2 separate regions of the Mus musculus genome follow, and region 2 is linked to region 1. A link is a contact called in public promoter capture Hi-C data. All regions are on one chromosome and are shown on one strand. Each heading gives the region's core, a stretch centred on a gene start, on an enhancer-like site or on the middle of the called end of the contact. The rest is flanking DNA. Distances are from core to core; before and after follow the strand shown.

The links. Promoter capture Hi-C pulls out the DNA fragments that hold promoters and counts their contacts.
Region 2: a promoter capture Hi-C map of pre-B cells shows a contact between it and region 1, with 3 times the contacts expected there. The contact joins the promoter of Cplane1 here to the promoter of Tars in region 1. A contact is called at or near these places in 1 of 39 promoter capture datasets (pre-B cells) and 1 of 484 Hi-C or Micro-C datasets (CD4 T cells).

Annotation. Positions count from the first base shown.
Region 1 is chr15:11,398,263-11,400,962 of GRCm38.p6, forward strand. Tars (threonyl-tRNA synthetase) reads right to left here and starts at 1,396. Exons shown (of 19, transcript NM_033074.3): 1 at 1,224-1,396. The coding sequence starts at 1,277.
Region 2 is chr15:8,167,856-8,170,555 of GRCm38.p6, forward strand. It overlaps Cplane1 (ciliogenesis and planar polarity effector 1), which reads left to right and starts at 1,251. Exons shown (of 53, transcript NM_001162906.1): 1 at 1,251-1,634; 2 at 2,451-2,539.

The DNA of each region.
Region 1 (2,700 bases), core at 146-2,645:
AAAAATATTTAAAAAAAGACAGCAGGGAAGGAGGCAAAGGGGTAACCAAGTTATAAAACCATAAAACACCTTAAAAACATAAGGAAATAGGAACAAAATCTATCCATGTATACCTGTCATTCATCGCCTTAAATCTGTAGCTTAAAGCGCATACACAAGCATTTTAGTGATTTGCCCTATCAGGATGGAAACTCCTCTTGATGAAGACCCTAGCAACCGTCAGCAATGGTTACCTAGACAATCTGTCATATGGCCTCACCCCTTTCCAATGTTCCTTAAACCCCCATGCCATGTCACTTTTTGACAATACAATACATACATAGCACCTCCCTACAAAACTCCTGCACGTAGAGAATACTGATAGCCTCAATCGCTGCACTTCCCTCCCGTCTCTCCCTGTACAGCCGGGGCACAATTCATCCCCTGAACCTGGACAGCCCTGCCCTGCCTGATTTACCTGACCTCATTTTTCCAAACCCAATAAAACAGTCTGACTGTGCTTCTCTATAACTCAACCAAGCTAATCAGAGAAGTACGATTTTCCAGTCCTGCACATTTGGGGAGCCCCCAAAGTCAGGAATCGATCTTAACTTGTGTAGCCACCTGGACTGCCTGACTAAGTGCCAGGGCAAATAAATACACAGGGGACACAGGCACAGTTGGCTGTAAAAGAGGGGTGGGGCAGAAAACACGCCAGTGTACAAATGCTGTTCCTAACCAGTGGGTGACAGCCCAAAGCAAAGTTTAAAGGGGATGTGTGTGAAGTTATTTAGGTCGCTTCCAGCACCTGGCAGACAGAGGCTTTAATTTCAAAACAGTCTGTCAATGGGGGCATCCAGCCTTATTTAGCACCCAATCTTGGGCAAACTGGATCTGATCGCGGGGACTGGCTTTTCCTTCCTAACTAGAGCTTTTTGCTCCACGCAGTTTAGGATTTTAAAAAGTTCTTCAAATGTTCTTCCCGCTTATTTTAGTGAAAAAATACAAGCGCGGGAGTCTAAGCCCCAAATGCTTACTATCTGAGCAAACCACTCAGTCTCAATTCACAGATCTCTAGGATGAAGATGCCCCCCCACCCCCCAGACCCTGCCAGCAAGAGTTCCTAACTTATTACCCAGGGCCCCCAATACCGACTGCTCCCTGCTACTTTCCACTCCTGCCCCGCCGGGCAGTGCCGGCTCCCAGAACACATCCGCTCTCTGCACCCCACGGCGCCTGCTCACCGGCTTCTCGCCGTCCATCTTCCCCGAAGGGCTGCTAGCCTTCTCCTGCGACATGGAAGGACCACAGAGAGACAAAACCCGTGAGCTGCACCGCAGAGAAGACCCCAAGCCGGCGGTGTAGACCTACAATTCCGCACTGCGCGTGCGCCACGTGGCCACAGGCGGAACCAGCTAACCAGCTGATGCAACGGGACTCCTGGCCCCGCCCTACCTGGACACGAGGCCAATGGGCTACGCGGAGAGGCGGGTCCTCCCTTTCCTTGGCCAATAGAATAGCCGAGAATGACGAACCCTTCAAGAAATCCCATTAGTTCCAGACTGTGTAGTGAGGCGCGCAAGCGCACTCTTCCCCTTCTGACTGTAGCTTGCATGGCCTTAGCGGCCACCGTAGTGAACTTGAGCTGCTTGGACTGAGTTTCCCGGAATTGCTGGATATGGTCTCTGGCGCTCTGGTTTATCTCAGATGCGCTCTACCTGGAACGTTGGCTGATAATCTGAAGCGATGACTCAGCCTTCCTCATGAGAATAGGACCGATTTGCTGTTTGAGGGACAAGCGCCATTGATCAAAGCTTTCTCAGTGTCTCACGGAGTTTTCCCATAGACGGCACAGAGATAAAATTAACTTTTTACTTGAAGGAATAAACTCCACACAAAAGTCATTGATATCACGGGAGCTCGAGATTAGATTTTTACTACTTAAGCAAAATGCTTAGCAGAAAGTTCTAGTTGGCCTGCTTATCCTAATAGCAGCTGCCAGTTTTTGGGTTGTTCTGTGTTTTTTCTTTGCTTCACTGTGCAGCCAGGGATAGCCTCGAACTTGCAATTTAGATCTGGCTAATCTGGGAGCCTTCTGCAATAGCCACCCAAATTAGAGGATTACAGGCGTTTGCAACCATGTCCACCCAATGTCCACACCACCACCAACCTACACACACACACACACACCAGCCGAGTAGAATTGAGACAGGGTCTCACTGTATGTATAGCCCGGCTGTCCTGGAACTCGCTGAGATCCACTTGAATGTGACAAATGCCTCCTGGGTGACTCTTCAAGGAGCAGGTTCCCATTTCCAAGGAACATATTGTCCAGGGAAACAATACATTTCACAACGGCCTCAAAAAACATGAACTATCTTGGAGTAACTCAAACAAGACAAGTGAAAGATTGTACAAGAAAAACTTTAAGACAATGAAGAAAGAAATTGAGAAAATTTCAGAAAACATAAAAATCCCCCCATGTTCATAGATAAATACAGTAAAAATGGCCATTCTACCATTCTACCACAGGCAATCTACAAAGTCAAAGCAATTGCCACCAAACTTCCAACACAATTCTTTACAGAACGTAGAATGTTAAGTTTTAGATACACACACACACACACACACACACACACACACCACAAAATCACGATGGCTAAAACAATCCTGAAAAAAAATGTTGAAGGTATCACTATCACCAACCTTGTTGTGGGTATA
Region 2 (2,700 bases), core at 1-2,500, 3.2 Mb before region 1:
AGCATCAGAAGGGAGGGGGCTGGAGCAGCAGCTCATTTCAGCGTCCATGCGGATGAACCTTGTCAGAGCTGCACATTCAGCAATACGTGAATCTTACAACCAACAGTTTAGTACTGTAAGATACCTGTGTGGATTGTGCAAAGTGCACAGATGAGTTAAGGTTGAACTTTTGCTCCTTGTTTGAGCAGGTAAAAGACGAGTATTCTTTTTATGAGTTAATTTGATCGATAACCAATTGTGATAAATCCTTCATGACATGTGAAGAATTCCATGACCAACACGATTTATTGTCTAATTTTAGCTGAAGTTTTGGCTAGAGACTTTTTTTTTTTTTTTTTGGTTTTTTGAGACAGGGTTTCTCTGTGTAGCCCTGGCTGTCCTGGAACTCACTCTGTAGACCAGGCTGGCCTCGAACTCAGAAATCCGCCTGCCTCTGCCTCCCAAGTGCTGGGATTAAAGGCGTGCCACCACTGCCCGGCAAGTTTTTGTTGTTGTTGTTGTTGGTTTTTGTTTGTTTGTTTGTTTATTTATCTATTATATGTGTGTGCACTGTTGTCTTCAGACACTCCAGAAGAGAGCATCAGATTTTTGTTATGGATGGTTGTGAGCTACCATGTGGTTGCAGGGATTTGAACTCAGGACCTTTGGAAGAGCAGTCGGTGCTCTTAACCGCTGAGCCATCTCACCAGCCCGTTGTTGTTGTTTTTTAACTTGTTATTTTATGAGTGTTTTGCCTACGTGTATGTATGTGCACCACCTTTGTAGCTGGTGCCCACAGAAGCCACAAAAGAGTGTCAGATGCCCTGGAACTGGAGTTACTCAGGGTTATGTCGTAGGTGCTGGGACTCTGAAATCGGGTCCTCCACAAAGGCAACAACTGCTCTTAACAGCGCAGATCTAAATGTTGGTTCTTAAGGCATTCTCATGCCAAGCTCCACGGAGAGCTCGGAAACTCAAAAGTCTTGCACGAGGGGAAGCCAGGGATGGATGGAGAGAGAAAGGACTACCGAGCTGAGGAGAGAGCAGGAGGGCAGGACAGACTCGGTGGAGGTAACCCACTCTGGCAGGCTTGCAGCGCTCTCCCAGAACCCCGGCGCAAAGCTGGCTACGCCGAGGAGGCGGGGCGGGCGGGGATCCGTCAGGTGCCCGCCCACGGAGCGGCATGGAGCATGCGCAGTGGGGCGGCCCCGCCCACGCGTCGCCTGGACACGGCTCTGGGGTGGCGGGCGCGGCCTCCTCCAGGGCTCAGCGGCTTCGCAGCCTCTGCGGTCCTCGGTGGGAGGTGGCGGCCTTGGGACCTTCCCCAGGGGCTCGGTCCCCGTGCCCCCCGCCTCCCAGGGTCTCCGGGCTAGCTGTGGGGACTTCCGTTTTCCTCGCGGCCGCCCGCCGTCCCGCCCAGGTCCTTCTTTGGGTCGCAGGCGTCCCCTCCCCGCCGTGGCCCCTCACACCTCCACAGGGGACCTCCGGGCAGGACTCTGCGGCCACAGCCACGAGGAAACCTCTGAGGAGACCCCAGCGGACGGCAGAGCAGTGAGGGATGGACGCGGGTTCCTAGCATCCTCCGTAGCACAAACCCCGCCCGGGACGTCAGCGATTTTCTTGAAATTGTATGCTCCGATTTGTTTGAAATAAAGGTACCTTTCCCCGGTTCCCGTAGACTGGGCAGATTACTCCTGTCATACATATATTTTTGCGCCATGGAGCGGATTTTTTTTAAAAATCAGTTCTTCCATCTGCAGTGTCTGTTGTGTAGTGCTTGGTCTATCCAGTAGCATCAGTGTTTTGAGAGGCTTTGCAGTATGCGTCAGAAAATGGTGTTTGCTGCATCCCAGGAGAGAGGTGATTGTTAGAATTCTAAGTGACGGGAGGTTGTACGTGATTCTGTAGCGCACCGTACTGAAATCTTGAAGTGGGTTTGCTGTCTTTCTATCTTTTATGCTTTACTTGAAAAAAAAAATATGTCTATCTTTTCCCAAACAAATCCTTTGCATAAATCTTTAAGTGTCTTTCACATCTAGAAGGACTCATTAGACAAAAAACATAATACAATTAATCCCTCAAAACCAAAACTAACAAGTTGCTGTCACCAGTAGAATCTAACGATGATTAACTCAGTCGTGCTGGGTTTTCTCCTGTTGCCTTTTATCAATTTTGCATTTAAAGTTGCATAATGTAATTAAATATGTATTTTAGATTAACCAGTTCCTTATGTTTTGCTGTACCTTATTTTTCTCTTTACATGTGCATATGTATAGTATTTAGGAATTATTAAACTACCTAGAAATAGCTTTTGATTTGAAGATGATTGCGTATATTAAATAGTCTTATATTCACTTGTCATACTCAGAATAATGCATATTTCTGGTAATGCTATTTTACATGAGTAGTCATCAAATTTAGGAAACTTGGCATTGAATAATATAGCATTTTTGTTTTGTTTTTTGATGCAGAATAAAATGCTTCATTTGGCCGCCTTGTGTGGTTAAATCATCCTTCATTTGGAACACCTGAGCTTCTGATTCTTCGCTGACACTGGTTGGTTAGTTTCATGTCCATTTATCACAAACCAGAATCATTTGGGAAGAACCTGAGTTGAAAAAAATGTCCCCCCCCCACCTCACGTGCCAAAACAGTGGTATGGCAGCTCTTTTCATTTTGAGGCAGGGTCGGGCTGGCCATAAATTCAGGTCTGGGCAGAGA